Regions from separate parts of the Mus musculus genome. Here regions 2, 3 and 4 are each linked to region 1. A link is a contact called in public promoter capture Hi-C data. All regions are on one chromosome and are shown on one strand. Each heading gives the region's core, a stretch centred on a gene start, on an enhancer-like site or on the middle of the called end of the contact. The rest is flanking DNA. Distances are from core to core; before and after follow the strand shown. Region 1 holds the start of Rasl11a (RAS-like, family 11, member A). Region 2 overlaps Flt3 (FMS-like tyrosine kinase 3). Region 3 holds the start of Gsx1 (GS homeobox 1). Region 4 holds the start of Gpr12 (G-protein coupled receptor 12).

Evidence for each region. Promoter capture Hi-C pulls out the DNA fragments that hold promoters and counts their contacts.
Region 2: a promoter capture Hi-C map of hippocampal neurons shows a contact between it and region 1, with 4 times the contacts expected there. The contact joins the enhancer-like site here to the promoter of Rasl11a in region 1. A contact is called at or near these places in 5 of 39 promoter capture datasets (the C10 cell line, embryonic stem cells, hippocampal neurons and 2 more), 5 of 115 datasets of contacts at active chromatin or transcription factors (the SCID.adh cell line, astrocytes, bone marrow-derived macrophages and 2 more) and 1 of 9 other capture datasets (adipose tissue).
Region 3: a promoter capture Hi-C map of liver shows a contact between it and region 1, with 2.3 times the contacts expected there. The contact joins the promoter of Gsx1 here to the promoter of Rasl11a in region 1. A contact is called at or near these places in 7 of 39 promoter capture datasets (cranial neural crest, embryonic stem cells, hippocampal neurons and 3 more) and 2 of 9 other capture datasets (adipose tissue and liver).
Region 4: a contact with region 1 is called in a promoter capture Hi-C map of pre-B cells, with 4 times the contacts expected there. The contact joins the promoter of Gpr12 here to the promoter of Rasl11a in region 1. A contact is called at or near these places in 5 of 39 promoter capture datasets (the C10 cell line, hippocampal neurons, liver and 1 more), 1 of 115 datasets of contacts at active chromatin or transcription factors (embryonic stem cells) and 2 of 9 other capture datasets (adipose tissue and pancreatic islet).

Annotation. Positions count from the first base shown.
Region 1 is chr5:146,843,582-146,846,469 of GRCm38.p6, forward strand. It overlaps Rasl11a (RAS-like, family 11, member A), which reads left to right and starts at 1,490. Exons shown (of 4, transcript NM_026864.1): 1 at 1,490-1,759; 2 at 2,079-2,135; 3 at 2,259-2,338. The coding sequence starts at 1,636.
Region 2 is chr5:147,352,962-147,355,849 of GRCm38.p6, forward strand. It overlaps Flt3 (FMS-like tyrosine kinase 3), which reads right to left. Exons shown (of 24, transcript NM_010229.2): 13 at 2,045-2,151; 14 at 1,838-1,970; 15 at 1,648-1,752. Among named protein-coding and RNA genes, the nearest start is that of Urad, 32 kb to the left of the region's middle. Within about 2 kb of position 1,375, at least 26 of the 459 cell types and tissues checked have an H3K27ac peak or open chromatin away from gene starts, as enhancers often do. A contact at or near this core is called in the SCID.adh cell line and hippocampal neurons, where this site is marked.
Region 3 is chr5:147,187,160-147,190,047 of GRCm38.p6, forward strand. It overlaps Gsx1 (GS homeobox 1), which reads left to right and starts at 1,537. Exons shown (of 2, transcript NM_008178.2): 1 at 1,537-2,139; 2 at 2,619-2,888. The coding sequence starts at 1,731.
Region 4 is chr5:146,583,824-146,586,711 of GRCm38.p6, forward strand. It overlaps Gpr12 (G-protein coupled receptor 12), which reads right to left and starts at 1,416. Exons shown (of 2, transcript NM_001359056.1): 1 at 922-1,416; 2 at 1-302. The coding sequence starts at 287. Gm34333 (a long non-coding RNA gene) reads right to left here. Exons shown (of 4, transcript XR_377206.1): 4 at 2,793-2,888.

The DNA.
Region 1 (2,888 bases), core at 240-2,739:
ATGCTGGCATCAGGGTTTGCTTTGGTCAACAGAGTGCACCAGGAATGATGGGTTCTGCCCTAGAGCCACCCAGCCTCCAGAGGTCTTGTCTACTTTCCCTCACCGTCTTGGGGCTCTGCTCTGCCACTCTGGGGACAAGCCTTGCCAAACTCCCCAATGAGCCAAACTTGAGTGAGTTGGTGATGGAGCAACTCAGCCTATTTCCCTAGGGCTCATAACTTCTCAGTTATGGCCTCAGAGAGCTCAATCAAGCTTGTCAGAGCCTGGCATAGATTAGGAAGAACAGGAGTATGTGGCATCGGGGGCAGTGTCTGGGGAAAAAGGGGAGGGAGGGGGGCTGAAGAGATGGCTCAGCTGTTAAAAGCACTGGCTGCTCTTCCAGAGGTCCTGAGTTCAATTCCCAGCAACCACATAATGGCTCACAACCATTTATAATGGGATCTGATGCCCACTTCTGGCATGCAGGTGTACATGCAGATAGAATACCCATGAAAGTAAATAAATCTTTTGAAAGAAAAGTCTGTTGGAGCGAGCCATTGAGTTCTGTGTGATTTGTCATGCCGTTCAAGCTACCTGATAAAACTAAGAAGGAAAAAGGGAAAGAATGAGGGTAGGACTGTCTAGACAATTGGGCAGATGAGACTAAAACACAGCCTTGTCATGGTGGCATCCAAGAACAAGGCCATGTTTATCTTCTGGGCCCTTCTCCCCACGCCCTATCCTGAGTTCCACCATGTACCTACCAGGAAATCTTTGAATAGTAAGGTAGGTCCAGGCCCCAAGTGTGTTGCTCATTGAATTTGAGTAAATCTGTTCACAGCAGAAAGGGGCTGTGTTTGGATGCTGAGCTGTGGGCATGACTGCCCCCTAAGGGAGTTCACAGGGAAGTGACTGCAATTACCTTGATTCATACTCAATTAGTTAATTAGGAACCTTGCCCTGGCTCTACCCATTTCCTCAGTGATGTCACCCCTCAGGACCCTTTTAAATTTTTTAGTTGTTTATATTTGAGACCGGGTTTTACGTAGTCCAAACTGGCCTTGAACTCAAACCCTCTATGTGACCAAGAATAACCTTAAACTTCTGACCCTCCTGCCTCTACCCGCTAAGCGCTAGGATAGCATGCCAGTGTGCCACCACACTCAGTGTACAGGATGCTGAAGATCAAAATCAGGGTTCTCATTAGGACTGTTTGACAAAGACACAAAAAGGGATCTCTTTCCCATTGTCCTAGAAACATCCAGCCAATTGAAACTTTTGCTCTTTCGGTGGCTCAGATTCATGCTCTAGGCTGGTGCTCCAGACTGGAGGCTGCCTCCAGGACACGGCAAATACAATTTGAGCAAAGGCCTCCCCTGGGCTGCACCGGGAGGAACCCGCGCAGCTGGGCGGGCAGAGCGCGTCAGGCAGCCTTGAGGAGCGCACGCCCGCGGGTGACAGTCCCCTGCTCGGGCGCTGCTCCCACCCTTCCAGGAAGGGGCGGGGAAAAGGAGGCGCCAGAGGCAGCCACCGCGCTCCCGGAGCTCTTTAAAATCCAAGAGCCTGGGCAGCACCGCTGGCCGCGCCACATCCCGGCGCTGTTGTGTCCGCGCGTATCCAGGCGGCTCTCGTGCAACGCGGTCTCGGGACGCGCCCATGCGGCCGCTCACCATGTCTGGGCACTTTCTGCTGGCCCCCATCCCGGAGTCCTCCTCTGACTACCTCCTGCCCAAGGACATCAAGCTGGCCGTGCTGGGAGCGGGTTGTGTGGGCAAGAGCGGTAAGTGGGACAAAGGCGCGCAAAGCCGCCCAGGGACAGCGGAGGGTCTTCACCCGCAGGGATGCCGGGATGCCGGGATGCCGGGATGCAGGAAGACCCCTGCCTGTTGCTTCAGAGGTCCATTTCTGAGCTCTGGACGGGGTTGGTGCCTGTTGAGTGTCGCTCTAGTCCGGTCCATCACATTCCGCGGGGAAAGGCACTCCGCGGTGGCGGGGCTTTGTCCCGGGAACCTGGGGGGACGCGTGCTGTTCCTTTGAGGGCCCAGTTTGGAACAGCTTGACCCACTTCTTCAGCTGATTTTCCTACTTTATTTTTTCAGCAATGATTGTGCGCTTCTTGACCAAGAGATTCATCGGCGACTACGAACCCAACACAGGCAAGAATGTTTCCGTGCTTCCTGGCTCTTGTACTTGTATCTCTTTGCCCTCCCCACCCCTCTCTCTTTATTTTGCTCATGGGGCCGTGGGAACTTAGATGCAAATTCCTCTTCGTTGTACAGGCAAACTGTATTCGAGACTCGTCTATGTGGAGGGGGACCAGCTATCCCTACAGATCCAGGACACTCCGGGAGGCATTCAGGTAAGGACTGTCAGGAGGGTATGTGGTGCAGGCTGAGGTGTTTGGCTCCAGGATCTCAGTGAGATGTCTCAGCATGCCCAATATGTAGGTGTGGGCACACAAGGTGTGCTGAGGGTTGGGATGTTGGATGCCCTCCTAGGTGGCAAGAAATGGTTGATTAGAACTAGTTTCCTCTTAAATGCTAATTATAATTAGTTAATTATTTTAAAGATTGCTGTGTAGCCCTGGCTGGTTTGTAGTTCAGGTTTGCTTGGACTCCTTATAATCTTTGATGCCTCAGCCTCCCAAGTGTTGGGATTACAGGCTGAGCCACCCCCTCCCAGCAGTAGCCCTGACTGACCACTGGTGCCCGAGCTGCCTAGGCGGGCGGGCATTGACACTTTCAGAGCACATCCTGGGACAATCTAAAAACCACAGCCTTGGAACTAAGGGTCCAGTTCAGTAGTAAGGATTCCTGGGTTCCAGCACCACACTGAAAAAAGCATGGAGTAGGTGGGATTCTGGAGGGAGTGGGGTTTGCGTCCTGGCTAGGGCTGTCCCCCTCTCCCCC
Region 2 (2,888 bases), core at 125-2,624, 510 kb after region 1:
TTATAGAGGGGGGTCCTTGGTGAGTGCGTGGAGCGAGTGGAGGCATAAGGAACTCCACACAGGAAGTCGATGTTGGCACTATTACAATCAACATGCTATCTAACCAGCCTAGGGGCCTGCCACAGATGGATGGATGGATGTTGGAAATACGATCCATAGGAAGTGGTGTATTTGGCTGCGAAGAACGGGATGGGCCATCTGCAGGAAGATGGATGGAACCAGACACTGGGATGTTAAGTAAAAAAGCCAAACTCAGGAAGACAAGCAGTGCATCATCTCTCATATGTAGGATCGAGATTAAAAGGAAAAGGCACGGAAGTAGAGGGGGGAGCTATTTGAGAAGAAGAAATGGACCGACAGGAAGAGAATTGACGAGGGGAGGGGGAACGGTGCTAGTGAACTGGACCAAAGTATACATATGGGAATACCACAGCGACGACACTCCTTATTCTGTGGAACTAGGATGTACGGGTGAAGAAAAACAGTGTAAAAAGAAACCTTCATATCTGTTCCCCGGATGTAACAAGTGATCGTGTTCTGACATTGCTTCAAGGTTTTGTACCTTGCAGATATCAGAGGGGAAAGTCTATCCCTTTTCACATCCTGAATTTGATCTACAGAAAATGTATGTATCCTGTTTTGTTTTGTTTTGTTTTTTTGAGACAGGGTTTCTCAGTATAGCCCTGGCTGTCCTGAAACTCACTCTGTAGACCAGGCTGGCCTCGAACTCAGAAATCCACCTGCCTCTGCCTCCCAAGTGCTGGGATTAAAGGTGTGCACCACCACCGCCCGGCAAATGTATGTATCCTAAAGCTATCCTCTAACAGTTCCAGCTTCCGTTTCTTTCTGTAACCCAGGATGTATAGCATCATCAGTCACCTGGCTAGGAGGTGACTGTGAGATTTCTGTCCATGATGTCCTGTGTGCCATTTCTCCTTTTGGTCTGCGTACTGCAATGCACTTCAGTGACTCTCTGTCTCTGTCTCTCTCTGCCTCTCTCTCTGTCTCTGTCTCTCTCTCTCTGTCTCTGTCACTCTCTCTGTAGTGTGTGTGTGTGTGTGTGTGTGTGTGTGTGTGTGTGTTTGGAGAGAGGGGCTCCCTTTATCCTTACAGGGAACACCTCAGCAAAAGAATGGGCCATCAGTCCCGAGGGGATGATACATCTCAGCATTCTTGAAGTTGTGAGTTCAAGGCCTGCCTGACCTATATAGCAAGACATCGTGTTATAGAATGACAGGCTGGGGATGTATTTCTGAGGTAGAGGACTTGCCTAGCATTCACAAAATCCTGGATTCAATCCTCTGCGCTGGGTTAAGAATCGGCTGAGGGTGGCCCTGCTCGAGGGTGGATGCCAGATGGGAGAGGATGGGACAGAGTGGGAAGTGAGAAGTCCCCGGTGTGTTTTCTACCCAGAATCTGTGTCAAACTGTAACACAGAAGCTGATACCAACTGAACGATGAGAAAGAGGAAGGGGTGGGGGCTTGCCTTCCCTGCTTGCAGTCTTTGCTCACGACTGCCCCTGCCTGCTTCTCGTTAACCCTCAGTGCTTAGCAGACAGAATAATGCAGAGGGCAGAAGAAGGGGAGGGGAGGCAGCTGGACTCGTTCTCTGAGGGACTTTGCTGAGATAACCCCACCTTTTGGTACCTTTTAGCATCTTCACCGCCACCTGAATTGAGACTCCCGTTTTACTAATGCCATAGGCCGTGGCGTTCATCACCCTCCCGAAAGCGCCAGACCCCAGGACCTTCCCTGTAAAGATGGAGTAAGTGCGGGTTAAAAAAATGTTTGCAAGGCAGAGGCAATGCCACCGAAGCTCTGAACAGTCAATCCTTACCAAACTCTAAGTTCTCTCTCGGGAACTCCCACTTAAGGTCATATTCATAGTCCCTGAAGTCAACGTAGAAGTACTCGTTATCCAGGGGGCCAGTCACCTGGATCATCTGCAGCTGACTCTCGTACCTAAATTGCTTGAGAGATGAACAGCGGGTCAGCAGCGCTGCAGAGTCACGACAGGGATGAGCCTTCGCCAACCGGTTTTTACCTTTTTGTATTTGTGGCAGATCAACACAATGAGAACAACAATGAAGGGGAGACAGAGCCCAATGGTCGCATAGAAGGAGATGTTGTCTTGGATGAAAGGGAAGGGGCCTGCAAGAGAAGCAATCACTAGGCGGGGGCGAGATAAAACAGGCAGGCCTGTTTAAGTCTCTTGTTAGAGTCTCTCACATCCTGTTCAAGTAACCACCATCTTCAGGCCTTATGAGCAATCTGTGTGTTCTGTCTGGGTGCCCCACAGAAAGTTGGTTTGTTTCTGTAAACAATGAGTCCCCAGAAAAATCAGAAACGATTCTGAACCCATCTTAAAAACTGGACCATGATGTCACGTGAATAAAGCCCATATAAACCTTTTACAGAGCCCGTGTCAGGTAAAAAGAAGTCTGTGTATTTGTTATCAAGGTTCGTCACACACATGTAGAGAAGTTATGTGTATGACTGCTAGCCTGCATGTGTGTTTGTGTACCATGTACATGCCTGGAGCCCTCAGAGGCCAGAAGAGGGCGTTAAGGTCCCCCCCACCCCCCAGAGCTGGAGCTAAAGCTACAGATGGCTATGAGCCACCATGTGGGTACTGGGAATTAAACCCAGGTCCTCTGCAAGAGCAGCCTGTGTTCTTAACTACTGAGACCAAAGCCACAATTTTGACTTACGTGCTTGCTTTGTTTGGCATTTTTCTGAGACAGCGTCTTACTATGGAGCCCAGGCTGAACGTGAACTTAGGAGCCTCTTGCTTTTGTCCCTGGAGTTAATCAATACTATCTGGTGACCCTAAACTGTTAGTGTCATTTTAGAAAGACTCTAAACACAACTCCAAAATCTAGACTAGC
Region 3 (2,888 bases), core at 287-2,786, 340 kb after region 1:
CAGGTTAGCTCCCCCTATGGCGACCCTCCCATTGTCGAGGCAGTTGCTCTCACACACACCCTCTCCCATAACAAATCATCTTTGATTTTTTTAACCAGTTGTTTGTGGCGGCTCGGATGTCATGAACACTGCAAACCCATACAGAGGCCTCGGGTTTGGGCGGCCTTGCACTGATTCATCCACCCCCTCCGTAAAGCTCCCCTTTCTTGGTCTCACGATTCCGTTCACGGTTCAGAGCAGGTGACTGTGGCGATTTGTAAAATCGAAAGTAGTAAATTCGAAATCTTTTATGCTAATTTCTCATTGTATGTTAAACGCACAGGGACAGAGACAGCTCTGAATCCCGGGATGATTTTTTTAAAAAACTGAAGCTGTGTACACAGAGCGTGGCATTTGAAGTTGTTTAACCATTGTGTTACCAGAAAGAAAGAAAAAAAAGAGTGCGGCGACGGTAGGAGGAAGCAAAGGGCAACAGAAACTGGGAAAGACAGAAGAGTGCTCTTCCTTTCTCTCCAGCCGTGGGAAGCAACGCTTTCGAGTGCACCGGCGTGTCTAGTGGAGTGTGTGCGAGTGGAGAGTGCGCGCGCAACGTCTGTGAGAGTCTACACCATCCACACTCACCACGTTTGGTGGGGTGGGAAAGCTTCATACCCACGAATTCGGCTCTCACTCCCCTTGCTATGTATCTGTCCGTATTTTCAAAGACTACCCACCCGCGTACTTGTTTTGTTGCTATTTCTTTACATACACGGCCCTGTTGTTGAAGGGAAGAGCTGGTTGGCCAAGGGTCCACCGAACAAAGATGAGGAGTCACAGGCAACACCAAAATTGGGAGCCTTTGATTTTCTGAGAAAACACGGACAGAGATGAGGTTAGTCTCCAATGAGGACTAGGGAGCCTTTCTCTCATCCTCTGAGGCGCACTCAGAAACCTTGTTTTTCTGTCTCCAAATAGTGCGAGAGAAGAGACTCCACAGGTGGGAATGGTGGCCGCCCATTAGGATGCTTCATAGGATGCAGAGCTGAGCTTCGAGAACTAAGCGAAAGCGATACACTTGGTGGAACTGGGGTGGGGGGAACGAGCAAGGAAGAAGTAACAGAAAGAAAGGGACCAGGATCAAGTGGGCAGAGGAGATGGGTGTGCGCCCACGGGGATCTGTGCAAGCGAGGCAGCACGGGTGCGGAAATCAATAAGATAAATGGACCGATCGCCAGCGCAAAGCCAAAGGAAAGTAAGAAATAAAGAGAAAGAAAAGAATATTAAATCGCGGGAGAATGAGAAAATAAACCCGAAAAGGGAAGAGGAGGGGGGCGAGTGCGCCTGTTACGGCGTGGGTGGGGTTGACAAGAATAGAGTACATTATGCAGTTCATTTAGTTAACAAGTGAAATAATGAGGAAGCGTGCAGAGTGAATGCCAAGAGAAAGGGCACAAAAACCCTATTGAGAGGCCCCGGCCGCTCCTGGCGTAGCCCATCACATGGCAATAGTCCTATTTAAGCGGCGCCGCCGGCGTCTTTCAGCACCACTAGCGCTGGCCAGCACCTCGCCCGCTCCGGGAGGTGCCCGCAGCAGCAGCCAAGGTGATTCCAGCCCGGGCTTGAGCCGCGCGTGGAGCCTCCGGGGCCCGGGAAGCTGCGGGTGGCCGCGGCCAGGGGAAGCTACGACAGGATCTGCAGTTCCCTCGGGCTCCAGGGGCGGGCTGGCGGCAGGTGGACCGCGCGCCGGAGCCATGCCGCGCTCCTTCCTGGTGGATTCCCTTGTGCTGCGGGAAGCCAGCGACAAGAAGGCTCCGGAGGGCAGCCCGCCACCGCTCTTCCCCTACGCGGTCCCGCCGCCGCACGCGCTCCACGGCCTCTCGCCGGGCGCCTGCCACGCGCGCAAGGCCGGCTTGCTGTGCGTGTGTCCCCTCTGTGTCACCGCTTCGCAGCTGCACGGGCCCCCCGGGCCGCCGGCACTGCCGCTACTCAAGGCGTCCTTCCCTCCCTTCGGATCGCAGTACTGCCACGCACCCCTGGGCCGCCAGCACTCCGTGTCCCCTGGAGTCGCCCACGGCCCGGCTGCGGCCGCAGCAGCTGCTGCACTCTACCAGACCTCCTACCCGCTGCCGGATCCCAGACAGTTTCACTGCATCTCTGTGGGTAAGCGGGGTCCCCGCGCGAAATTGGGGGGCGGTGGTCCCGGGGTGGGGGGAAGTGAGTGAGCTAGGGATGGGGAAACGGCGCGCTATGGGGGACGGTGAGGATACTCGAGGGGCGCTCACAGTGCTAGACTGGGACCGGACGTAGGAACCGGGGAGAAGCCAGAAAGATCCTGGGGCGAAGGGGAAGGGGTTAAGGCCAGCTTTGAGATGTTCCTTAAAGGGGTGTTAGGGACAACCGATTCCGAGGAGAATTGGAGTCTGTGACTTGGCAAGGAGGCACCCGCCTGTGGAGTGATGAATGGAAGGATGGAAGGGATGTGTGCCTGATTCCAAGGTTGAGGCTAGCCTCAGTTCAGCGGGAAATTAGGCCCAAGGCTCAGAGGTTTGATGATCTCTCTCTCTCTCTCTCTCTCTCTCTCTCTCTCTCTCTCTCTCTCTCTCTTTCCCTCCCTCCCCCCCCCCCCCATCGCCCTCCAGACAGCAGCTCGAACCAGCTGCCCAGCAGCAAGAGGATGCGGACGGCGTTCACCAGCACACAGCTCCTGGAGCTGGAGCGAGAGTTCGCCTCCAACATGTACCTCTCCCGCCTGCGGCGCATCGAGATCGCGACCTATCTGAACCTGTCCGAGAAGCAGGTGAAGATCTGGTTTCAGAACCGCCGGGTGAAGCACAAGAAAGAAGGCAAAGGCAGTAACCACCGCGGCGGAGCTGGGGCGGGGGCCGGCGGGGGCGCACCGCAAGGCTGCA
Region 4 (2,888 bases), core at 166-2,665, 260 kb before region 1:
CCCAGGCCAGCCAGCAGGTCTGCAAGAGCCAGGCTGCCTATCAGTAGGAACATGGGGGCTCGCAGGCTGGGGCTGTGGAAGATGATAAGGACCACAACGGCATTTTCACAGCAGATGAGGGTTCCTGAGCTGCACAAGACAATGTCCCAGGGGTTGACAACGAGCTCGGGTTCTGACTCCGCAACAGAGCCCTGGGAGGGGACAGCGGCTGAGATGTTCTCTGGAGCACCGGCATCTATACAGTCCCGAGGCAGCCCGCTTAAATTGACCTTCGGGTCTTCGTTCATTTTAACCCCTGTCCTCTTCAACGGAAAGACAGGCTTTTTAATGTTTGGGTACAGTAGGGTGCCAATCCAAGATCATGCAAAACACACAGAGAAAGACAGACAACCCTGGGCTCAGCTATCAGTGTCAAAATGCCACGAGCTTCAGGAATTAAAAACAAAAGCTAAAGTCTGCAACCGAAATGCTGTTTGTCTCTGAGGGAAACACGGATCAGGACTCCCGAGGCGGCACATGCACACTCGCACACTTGCCAAAACGCTGAAAACCGACATTGGCTAATTGCATCTCCCATGCCGAAAACCAACAACTGTTTGACATCTGGGCTGCTGAGAGAGCACCGCCCAGCAGCCACAAGTCTGCAGGAGGGTGGAATATTTTAAGGGCCCCAAACTCCCACCCTTCCCAAACATACCTCACGCGCGAGCACACCCCCAAACACACCTCCAGACTCAAACAAAGGGGTGGGGTCCCAGTCTCTCCCATGTGCACCGCTCAGAGTGCAAGGGCTACAAAAAAGGTAGGTGTGTACCACAGAGGTGCCCAGACAGACAGAGAGAAAGATATGCATGCATTTGGCACCGCTCCCCTAGCAGCGGGGACGCGCAGCCTGCGGGGCAGGGGGTTACCGGGGGTCACCTTGGCACGCCCTGGCCGAGGGGTGGCTCCTTCAGTGCTGCCGAATAGCTCGGGCCACCCGCGTGGCACGTCCGTGGTGGCGCCCGCGGCAGGTGAGCTGCGGTGCTCGCGCCCGGCTCTCCGCCCTCCGCGCTCCCCGCCGGGCGCGCATCCGCGGGAACCCCACGAGGCTGCGCGCGCCCCCGCAGGTCGCAGCTGCGTGAGGGGCGGGAGCCCGCCACCGTGGACGCCCGCCTGCAACAGTCATGCGAAGACCCACTCGAACGGCCGGAGAGTCTGGCGACCTACTTTGATCCTGTGGCTTCCCCGAGGCGCCCTTGACCCTGGGGCTCGGCTTCTTATGCTTTCCCCTAAAGAATTGTAAACGGCCGGGTTTTCGGGATGAACAGGAGGAATGCGGGGTAAGCAGGTTAGGGCTGGCGGAGGAGACTTACAACAGCAAGCGACTCCCTCTCTTAGATTGCAGTTGGCCGGTCTGCAAATTATTGTTCCCTTGGGGACGTTCGCTTAACTGGATAGGAGCTGCTGCTACTTAGATCGCCCAGCTGCACTTATTAGGCACTCTCGGAGCCGTTCGCGAGTGGAAATCATTTAGGGCATTCTTGCAAAAGCTTCCTTCAGGCACTGGCCCAAACCCAATTCATTTAAGTACCCAAGTGACACTTATTAATTTATTGTTTCCTGTACCTCATCCGCGGAGTCTAGGGTTAAGATCCTGAAGGTTGCCTGCCGGAAAAGGACTAGCCTGTGTCTCTCATCCTGGAACCGGATCAGATCTTAAATTTAATCACGCTCTCCAGCCTAAAGGTGGGAGGAGAAAAGTCCTATTTCCGTGTGACCTCAATGTTGTGCAAGGCAAAGGATCCTGAGGACCCTTCATATGGGGTTATCATCAGATGCATCTGCCTCCCCTGTGTCTCACTGAAATTCCTACTCCAGCCTACCAGGCTCCAAGTCTTAGATCTCTTTTTACCCCATGTTCCCCCACCCCAGCCCCAGCCCCGCGCGCATCCATCAGCAGCTGTCTCTACCGTGTCATGCTCCTGGTACCAAAACCCTCCCTTCACCTCCCTGGTTACAACCTTCCTCTAGCCGCCCCTTCCCCCTTTCTCACTAAGGCAACACACTAAACCCGGTGTGACCTTGCCATAATGCAGCAGATCCGTTCCGCCCAACCTGAGCTCTCACACTGCTTCTGAACTCTCTCCCTGGACATTCTGCTTTGGGACACGTGGAGCTGTTGAGTTTTCTGCTGAGTCTTCTCATGTCCCCCAAAAGGCTCCAGGACTCTTTCTGAGTCCTGTATTCCCTGCGGCAACACTTCTGAAACTTGACTTAGAAACCAGCAGTTCTGGGGTTGGGGTCCCGGCGTCAGTCCCAAGATGCTGGTGATGCCGACCTGCGGGTCACACTTTAAGAAACGAGGTTCTATGGAGTTTAATAGTCGTGTGTATGGAAAGGAGACATCACTTGCGTCAAGGACCGTTTGAAAGCCTGCGTGAACAAATTCACGAAGACATTATCTTAGCACTCACAGACACACCCTGGACCAGTGGTAAGACAAAAATCAACATTATCCCAGGTAGCAGGTACTGCTGTGAAGGGATGCTCCTGTCTCTTTTCATTTCTTTGTAATAAGCGGAAGCATTTTTAGAACAGAGCAATGGGAAATGAGCAATGTGGGGCTGGAGAGGTGGCTCAGTGGTTACATGCTCTGACTGCTCTTGCAGTGGACCTGGGTTCAGTTCCAGGCGCGTATAAGGTGACTCACAACCATCTGCAACTCCAGTTCCAGGGAATACGACGCCCTCTTCTGGCCTCCTGGAGCATTACATGCACAAGGTACACACAATACAAGCAAACACTTAATATACATAAAATAAACAGGTTGTTTAAAAAAAAAGCGGTCAATGGTTTCATATACACAAAAGCAGTTTAACAAAAGACAGCTCAAACCAACTGGTTAA